Linked DNA regions of Mus musculus: all the other regions are linked to region 1. A link is a contact called in public HiChIP or PLAC-seq and promoter capture Hi-C data. All regions are on one chromosome and are shown on one strand. The core of a region is the stretch at or near the end of the contact, and the rest is flanking DNA. Distances in the headings are between cores, read along the strand shown. Region 1 holds the start of Pyurf (Pigy upstream reading frame). Region 2 holds the start of Nap1l5 (nucleosome assembly protein 1-like 5). Region 3 holds the start of 8430415O14Rik (a long non-coding RNA gene).

Region 1 (3,245 bases), core at 163-2,662:
TAACTCACAACTAAAATAGCCTAACCTTCATTGCTTCTGGGGGCTGCTCAGAAATTGTTTTTGTTTGTTTTTTGTTTTTGTTTTAATTGACAAGTTAGGAAACACAGGGACCTGGAAGATCCATTTCCGCTTCACCCAGTAAGAAACTAGTCCAACTGGCTCTCAGCCTACACCCAGCTCACAGCTGTAGAGACATTAGCTCTAAATTGTTTTATTGTTTTAAAAAGATGTTTTACAACTTAGGACAGTGCAGGGTAGGCAAGCCTTCTGCTGAGTCCCACTCATGGCCTTAATGTTAGCATTCTTGCCATTTCCTTCCACGCTCCCTCATCATCTGGGTGACCTCCAGAGACCAGTGTTTTTGCAAGGATATCAGAGAGCTTTGCATACATCTTGGGACAGGAGGAGCCTGGGCTGGAGAAAGCAGGTATGCAGAGGAGACATCTGTAAGGTCAGAGTTATCTTTTGCCAGAAGTTCAGCTAAGTGACTTCCTGCCTTTCTTGTTCCTGCCCTTTTGTCCCTTCCCTCATAGGTCACATATAGTGGCAAAGCTTTGAGGCAGAACATGTGTACTTTTCAAGAGCTCAAAGGACGAACATTGACAAGATTTCAGTAGCCATATGGGTTCCCAGCAGACAGCTAAAGCCCCTCAGAAGTGCCAGCACTCCAGAGGCCTTTCCTACACATTAACTCAATCTCAGCTGCCTCTGTTTGACTTTCAGACATTCCCGCCTGCGACTCAAAGCAAACTTTGTTAATGCTGTGACCCTTTAATACAGGATGCTGTAATGACTCCCAACCATAATATTATCTTCATTGCTACTTCATAACTGTAATTTTGATATTTATGAATTGTAAATATGTAAACGTCTGTGTTTTCCTGTGGTCTTCAGTGACCCCTGTGAAAGGATCCTCCTGCCCCCCAAAGGGGTCCAAGCATGCATTAGATGTGCTTTACCATAGTATTCACAACTAACAACCCTCAAGTTGTAAAAGCCTTCACAGCTTACGGAAAAGGAGAAAAAAGCCATTTTCTTCAGGCTCTTAAATTTTTGCTTGTGATACTTACTGTATGATTAATATTAAACCTGCTGTTGCCTCTAACACAATATGCTTGTGTTGAAGAGTCCTTGAAGATAAAACTAAGTTGAAGCCGAGCTCCGTGTGACTGGAGTCCGGTCCCTGACTAATTGGCACCTTTGTGATTAGCCCTACTGAAAAGTTGGACACCTGAATGAGTACTGCTTTAGTTTACAGTTTTGTAAAAGCGGTGGTGCAGCCACTGACCCGGGGAATGTCGGTCTGCCCTGGGAACCACACCACCGACTCAAGCTGTGCTGGCGAAGCAATCAGCAGCGCACCGGGGGCGGGGCCGGGGGCGGGACCGGGCGCCGGGGGCGGGGCCGGGCCAGGGTGACCTCCGCGGCTCTGGTGTGAGAGCAGTGAAGTTCCGAGCGCTGCTTCGTCCATCTTCTGAGCCGCCATGCTGAGCGCCACGTGCCGCAGGCTCGCCCCGGCGCTGCGGAGGCTCCGCGCACTGTCTGCAGTCGCCGGGAGGTTTCTGCAAGTGCCCGGGGCCAGGCTCTGCTCTGACCAGAGCGAGAGGGCTGAGCAGCCCCACACCTTCCACCCGGCGCTGCTGCAGTTCCTGGTGTGTCCGCTCTCCAAGAAGCCGCTTAGGTGAGACTCATCTGCCGCCTTGGCCCGAGGAAGGGTGGTGGCCTGTGGGCCCGCCAGCGGATCAGAAGCTTACTCCCTGGATGCCATCCGCCCGGCCGACCCCTATGCTAGGGTCAGCCCCGCCCAGGACCCGCGTGAGCTTTTCTCTGGCTCGCCATTGGCTGCTCTTTACAATCTCTCCTGGAGGCTTTAAAGAAAGACTTGGTTTCTGAGACTGGCTAGGCTCCAGAACCTTTTGAAACACAGTATCAGGGCCAGCGTCCCGACCGACCTATCTACCTACCTACCTTCCTTCCTCTCTCTCTCTCTCTCTCTCTCTACCTTTTGAAACACAGTATCAGGGCCAGCGTCCGGACCGACCTATCTACCTACCTTCCTTCCTCTCTCTCTCTCTCTCTCTCTCTCTCTCTCTCTCTCTCTCTCTCTCTCTCTCTCTCTCTTTCTCTCTCTCTCTTTCTTTTCTTCCTTTGGCTCGTTTCTTCATTCTTTCCTTTCTCCCCCCCCCCTTTTTTTTTGTCGCACGTGCACTTGCCTGAGTGTGTGTGTGTGTGTGTGTGTGTGTGGAGAGAGAGACAGAGACAGGGAGAGAGACATTCAGACATGATCAAAACTCAGGGCAAATACTATTGACATACTGATCTTTCCAGCCTCTCCATTCTTTGATGGGGGAAGGGGAGACAAGTTTCTCTATTTGGTTTGGTCTTTCCTGGAACTCTTTTTATAGCCCAGGCTAGCCTCAAAGTTGTGATACTTTTCCTGCATCAGTCTCCTGAGAGCAGGAGATTACAGGAGTTAACTACCACTTCTGGCTTCAATCTTTTTTTGTTTTGTTTTTGTTGTTGTTGTTTGCTTTTTTTTTTTTTTTTTGATTTTTTTGTTGTTGTTTTGTTTTGTTTTTCGAGACAGTGATTCTCTGTGTAGCCCTGCTGTCCTGGAACTCACTTTGTAGACCAGGCTGGCCTCGAACTCAGAAATCCGCCTGCCTCTGCCTCCCAAGTGCTGGGCTTAAAGGCGTGTGCCACCATGACCGGCTTGGCTTCAATCTTTTTAAAACGCCTATTATTCCCAGTTTCCTGTCATGTGTATGAACCATAAAGGATCAAAGCAGATCCTGAAAGACCCACAACATGAGGACTCCCCCATGTTCTAACTCAGGATAGGTGACACCCCAAATTACTCACAAGAAACGGTCTTGATGCAAACTGCAAGAGGTTTAATCGGGAAAGACCAGCGCACTAGGGACAACTCGTATCCCACACAGGGGTAGAGGAATAGACCACGAGCTCAAGGGGTAAGGGGCTTATAAAGGCAAAAACAGCAAAAACCTGGAATTGGGCTATAGAAAGACAAATCTGCAAACAGCTGGCATCCTGGAGCAATGGGGCAAGTTCTCTATTTTGGACACAGGTCTAAGGGCTTAAATAATTTTTCACTCTCTCTCAGGAGCTTTCATTCCCCACTCTTTCTGGTAAATAGTTCTAATCTTAGAACTAGACATTATTTTTTAACACACATGGAAAAGCAGAAGCAAAATACAAGATAAGGGTCTTTCCACTGAGTCTCA
Region 2 (2,975 bases), core at 29-2,528, 1.2 Mb before region 1:
TTAATACACGTAAGAAGTAAAAGAGAGAAATTTCTTATGAAATTCATATGCATAAAACTCTGGCAAGACCCACCACAGAGAAAGACAGATCTAAATAGGTAATGAATGTATCCTCTAGGAACCACTTAAAAGTTGTGCCCTGCTCTTTATTCTAGAAGCTCTAAGGAGGCAGGAAGGACCTGGAGTTCACATAGTTTAAAGCTAGACTGGACCAGCTAAATAAATAAATAAATAGATAGATAAACAAAACAAATAACTCTCTAATTCTGGCTTATATGGGGAAAAAAATAAAAGATCACTTCATTATTAGAAAACAAGACTTTGATGTTTATGGTCTTTTCCAAAGCTCTCACATACAAATTACAAGCAGATTCAAACAACAGATGGTTAACTGTGAAGTGTTTGGTGACAAATGACTGTAGAAGCATCTGTGGGTCCCTAAGGAAGTGTAGGATCAAACACGCATTTCAAGATGTATTAAAATGACCTCTTTTCCCCAGCCTTTATGGGCATGTTTAATCTGCTAACTGGAAGCAGTGTGCCTCCACCCAAAAACTGAATTGGGCCCTACACATCTATACATGACAGCATCTTTTCACAATGTCACACGGTTGGACACTTCTAGGGCTTTGCATTTCTTCTGTTCACCCTCACTTTATTTCTTTTCAGAGGCAATTGTGTGAAACCTACTAGAATGCTCACAGCGCAGAAATTTGCCACACAAACACTTACAGAATCAATGCCAAGGTCCCTCCCGGAACAATTTGCCACGAGGATATAGGTTTAACAGAGATGTCTAACTGTGCTCTAAGAGCCAAAGATGGTCTGCGCAGATACAGGCACGCACTGTGGGTCTGCAAAGGTGAAGGAAAATGGTTCTCCTGCATTTCTGTTCTCTGAAAGTGAATTTAAGACGCAGTCAGGCTTGGAAATGTACCCATAACCAAGGCTTACCAACATTAGCTATGGCGCACTTTCAACAAAGATTGTCAGGTGCATTGCGGATTTGGAGAACTAAGATGGGAGGGGGAGCACACAGTAAACAGATTGGGGGGGGGGGGTGTATAAACAGGTATGGAAAAATACAGTCTCAGCCTCGAGCTGGTTCCAGCCAGTTCTGCAGGGGTGGGGGCGGATGCTGAGGGCTGGGTGTCTAAGTGGCAGGTTTTAGAGACCTCGGAGATAGCAGCATAGCAACAATTTGGTGCAGTGTGTGCGCACAACCATCAGCTGATAGTGAGCAGCCATTCACTTGCCGCGAGCCGCGAAGCGGCCGCGCGGACGTCACCACAGCCGTCAGCGTTTGCCGCATCTTCAGACGCACTCTGGACCAGCCGCAATCACAGCTGCAGGACCTCTCTGGACCAGCTCTATTGCAGACTGCGCAACCACCAGACCACTGCGGCAAACAAGCCCAGCTGAGCCGAGCAGTAGCCATGGCCGACCCCGAGAAGCAGGGACCCGCTGAGAGCCGCGCCGAGGACGAGGTAATGGAAGGCGCCCAGGGTGGCGAAGATGCCGCGACCGGTGACAGTGCCGCTGCTCCCGCGGCCGAGGAGCCCCAGGCCCCCGCGGAGAACGCGCCCAAGCCCAAAAAAGACTTTATGGAGAGCTTGCCCAATTCCGTGAAATGCCGGGTTCTGGCGCTCAAAAAGCTGCAGAAGCGCTGCGATAAGATCGAGGCCAAGTTTGACAAGGAATTCCAGGCTCTGGAGAAGAAGTACAACGATATCTACAAGCCCCTGCTCGCCAAGATCCAGGAGCTCACCGGAGAGATGGAGGGCTGCGCGTGGACCCTGGAGGGAGAGGATGATGAAGATGACGAGGAAGAGGACGACGAGGAGGAGGAGGAGGAAGAAGAGGCTGCAGCTGGCGCAACTGGGGGTCCCAACTTCGCCAAGAAGTGAGCACAGCAAGCTGACAGGTGATAAATCCCCTGCCCCTTTTATTTCCAATGTCGGCAGACTTTAAAAGGCTCAGGATTTGCCCAAAATAAAATGTGAATCTATTCTGACATTCCTAAAATTAAATTGAATCAAGTAGATTCTGGCTAGCCCGTTTCTAATCTGACTTTTATTTGTGTAAAACAGATGCTAAAAGACGTTTTTTAGAAAAAAAAAAAAGCCTAATTAAACTTTTTTTTTTCTCCCTGCTCTTCTGTGAGAACTGGACTTGAGACTGTTGAAAGGTTGTCAGTTAGATGGGAATTAAAAGTGCGTCACACGTTGAAATCCATTCATCACACTACACCAGAACATCCAAGCTAAGACAGAACTCTTCTCAATGCTTAATTCTTCAGTTTCTTTACATTTTCCAGCGCAGAGGAAAAGGAACCCAGGAACGACGTCATCTTTAAGACTTTTGCTTTTGCAAACCCAGACATCAGCTTTACACTCCAGAGGAGCCTTGGCATGGAGCAAGCCTGGACTGACAGCATTTACTGATTATGTGGCTAGGAAAACTGCCATTTCAAGTTGTGAAAAAATGTTTTAAATATTTGCATTTACAGAAAGAACATGGTTTCAAAAATGAGGGTGTATTCCATGTATAATATTGTCAACACGTGTTCATCTGTTATGGTCCCGTGTTACCTGTTTTCTTGGTAGTGTTTGTTTACAAAATCGTAAAAAATTACCCCAAATGTTTTAAAGTGTTAAATTACCTTATAGCATTTTAGAAATATAATTTACTTGAAGAGATGTAGAATGTAGCAATTCTGTAAAGCATGTGTATCCAGTGTTGCCTAGTTTGACCTTTGTGAAGTCTTTTTGTCTTGTAGCTTTTAGCAAGTAGCTGTGAAAACCATCAGAACTCCTCAATGAAGCTAATGTTTGGAAAAAGTATATACTTGAAGAACAAACCCAAGTGTGTACCCCCAACCCCAGCTCAGAAATAGAAAGGGTTTAAGTTTGCTTGTATTAGCTGTGCCTTCATTATTTTGCTATGTAAATGTGACTTAATAAATGGTGCAAAAT
Region 3 (3,031 bases), core at 479-2,978, 1.3 Mb before region 1:
CCCTAAAACATCTGAAATCTGAATACCAGGTTGAACCTTTCATCCCTGGTCCACTTAGGCTAAACTCACAGAACCAGTGACTGATGTAATATGACTGCTTTCCAGTAGACAGGTAACAACTTCAGAATATCCTAGAGCATATCAGATATTTACATTATGATTCATAACAGTAGCAAAATTACAGATATGAAGTAGCAACAAAATAATGTTATGGTTGGGGGTCACCACAACATGAGGAACTGTATTAAAGGGTCGCAGCATCAGGAAGGTTGAGAACCACTACCCTAGAGTATAAGACCTTGGTATTTCTTGTAATGTTACTGCTCATTGTGACTGTATTGAAGTATTGTTTTGTTCACCATGTTAAGAACTGCCAGTCTTCATGCTTCACTCAAGAGAAACAGAATAGCACAAAAGCACCAGGAATTCCCTGGGTGATCTCAAAGTGGGTCAGACAGCTACTAAAAGGAGATGGAAGGCTTAAATAGCTCTTTATTTTAAGTATAACATCTCCTACATTAGTGAATTCACTTATGGTTTCCAGATGTTTTTGTTGGTTTTTTTTTTTCTAATTAATGATAGGATAACTAAAAATAAATGTTCATTTACCCCCAGAGAAAATATTTTGTACAGATCTATGCTACATGAAAAGTACATTTTCTAGTAAAAATATTTAAGCACAGTCATTTATGATTTCCTGAACGCTAGAAGAGCTATAACAGCTTAAATTACAATATGCCAAGAGAACAAGTTACAAAGACAATTTTGTTGCAAAAGAATTCATTTAACTGCCATTTTAAACACACACACATACACAAAAGAACTTAGCTTAAATATCTGCATTTTAGGGAAGGTTTTTCCCTTCCATCATTTCCTAGCCAGGTGTGAGTACCACCAATGGCAGAGCCAAATGCAGCTTTAGTATTCAAGGTTAACTGAATAAATAGAAAAACAATGACAACTGCGTATTTTTAGGATAAAATTACACATCCCCAACTTGCCAGCTCTTACTTTTACTCGGAGGGAAGATCATTCTCCCTGTATCCCTGGCTTGTTTTCAGGGTCTGTTTCTCACAGCTAGCTGAGATGAAACACCAAACCCCAGCCATTTGAATTTGCGCAACAATGTTTTAATACCCAGAGAGCGCCTCCATAAATAGTCTGTTCTCCCCACACTCTAGAGAAAACAGCCCCATTTAATCGATCTAAGCCTGAAGGCTCAGAAGACTGTGGTGGCCCCAGCTTCTCCCTTTCCCTTGCAGGAATGTTTACCTAAGCGGCAAAGCCACCGCTTGCCAGACACACCATGTTGCTGCCACAGCCTTAGCAACCGTGGCCAGCTTTTTGTTGTTGTTTACCGTCCGATGGGCCATGCTCCTTTAAGAAACATAAACTCCTTCTCCTTCTTTCCGGTCTTAGTCAGTAATCACTCAAGACCTGTCAGCTGCTTGGAGTTATCTGGAGGAGCAGCCTAAGGAAATCATCTTGCCTCTCCCCTCCAAGAAGAAAAGTTAAAGGCTGGCAGATGGACAGTGGCTATTTGCATGAGAGTAGCCAGATAGTGCCCAGGGGGCATCAAGCCCTGTTTTTTATTTCTGCAGTGGAAATGTTAGCAGCTGTGGCTTGGGAGGTTGCATTTAGAAGGCGTGGATTGATGCAAATGTTTTTGCATTTTGGTGAACAGTAGCTATTAGGGCACACTGTGCTGTTTTTTTCAGAACCCCACGATGAAGATTCAGGAGCATCCCAGTCTATCTGACACCAAACAGCAGAGGAATCAAGATGGTGAAGATCAGCAGGAGAGCTTTGTCCCAGATATGCCCCAGTTGGACCTGACAGCATTGTGCGATGAGAAGACCTGGGAAGGTAGGTGATCATCTGCAATCTGGGTTTTGCATTGCAAAAGCATATATGAATAAGTATATACAAGGTTTGTGACCACATGCCTGTGCAGATCGGAGTATGAGCCATGCATGCAGAAGAAACTGGGTTTCTATTAATAATAATTTTTAAAAAGACAAAATCCCTTACCAGGCATAGGAACATGCTGTTTAGTGTTGCCAAGGGTAGTTGCAATACAAGAAAGGAAAATATGCAGGCTCTTTGTCCTGGTGTCACCTTGCAGTATATTTTTAAGCCACCAAGAGTGCTGCCCTGATTGTGGTACACTCCAGAAAATCAGCCACCCACCATCTCACCCACTACCCTCATGCCTTAGCTAGCCCCTGCTACCCACCAGCCACACTCCACTACATTATTCACTTCCTGAAGTATACATTCCAAGTTTTTAAGAAAGATATTCTTCTTTGCTTCTCTTCTATCTTTTAATGTATACATTTTTTTAAAAATCTGGTTAACACATCATTGGGAACATTGATTGAAAGCAGTTCTTTGCTGAAGACCTCTGACATGGTTTTAGCTTGTTCTTTTCTAGAGCCTTCTGATGAAGACATCAGAAATTTACTCTGATATCTGAAGAAGTGAGCTTTCTCTCAACTATATCAAGGGAGGGTTCAAGCTGCCTCCTCTATCCCTCTGTCTACACTCAAATCTGTGTCACTGTTCTAGTGTGTGCCTGAAGGCCATAGAGAGAAATGGGCTCCTGGCTTTAGTAAGGCAGCCGAATGCCCATAATGACTTAACAGAGTCACAACTAGGAAAAGCAGCCCTGCTTGTGTGGGTATGCCCTGTCCCAATCCTTGCCCACTCCTCAGTTCTCATCTAATCATCAAAAGTCCATGGGAAGAGCCCACAGGGTGAAAGGCTATCCTACTTATTGTCCTGACCTAGGGAGCTCTGTGAGAACAGACCGCTTAATTTTCATGTTTTCCCCCTATAATCTAAGAAACCTGTTTTGGTTGTTTTCATATAATTAGGCAGCAGATCTGAAATTTTCTCAGATCATTCCAACTCAAAATATTCAGAGAACAAAAGAGGGCATGGTTGACTTGCTTCATGTGAAATTTAACTAGTCTATTTCAGGATATCTATTGGTTTGACATTTATTTTTGACCACTTTGAAATAAGCATA

The links. Promoter capture Hi-C pulls out the DNA fragments that hold promoters and counts their contacts. HiChIP or PLAC-seq counts read pairs in DNA pulled down with a chosen protein or histone mark.
Region 2: an H3K4me3 HiChIP or PLAC-seq map of embryonic forebrain shows a contact between it and region 1, with 8 times the contacts expected there. The contact joins the promoter of Nap1l5 here to the promoter of Pyurf in region 1. A contact is called at or near these places in 5 of 39 promoter capture datasets (the 3T3-L1 cell line, 3T3-L1-derived adipocytes, the C10 cell line and 2 more) and 1 of 115 datasets of contacts at active chromatin or transcription factors (embryonic forebrain).
Region 3: a contact with region 1 is called in a promoter capture Hi-C map of the 3T3-L1 cell line, with 4 times the contacts expected there. The contact joins the promoter of 8430415O14Rik here to the promoter of Pyurf in region 1. A contact is called at or near these places in 5 of 39 promoter capture datasets (the 3T3-L1 cell line, hippocampal neurons and liver).

Annotation. Positions count from the first base shown.
Region 1 is chr6:57,690,245-57,693,489 of GRCm38.p6, reverse strand. Pyurf (Pigy upstream reading frame) reads left to right here and starts at 1,412. Exons shown (of 2, transcript NM_025574.3): 1 at 1,412-1,681. The coding sequence starts at 1,485.
Region 2 is chr6:58,905,429-58,908,403 of GRCm38.p6, reverse strand. It overlaps Nap1l5 (nucleosome assembly protein 1-like 5), which reads left to right and starts at 1,278. Exons shown (of 1, transcript NM_021432.2): 1 at 1,278-2,975. The coding sequence starts at 1,437. The coding sequence ends at 1,907. All of the region lies in intron 23 of Herc3 (hect domain and RLD 3), which reads right to left.
Region 3 is chr6:58,963,896-58,966,926 of GRCm38.p6, reverse strand. It overlaps 8430415O14Rik (a long non-coding RNA gene), which reads right to left and starts at 1,728. Exons shown (of 4, transcript XR_001785268.2): 1 at 1,273-1,728. Fam13a (family with sequence similarity 13, member A) reads left to right here. Exons shown (of 18, transcript NM_153574.2): 8 at 1,719-1,866.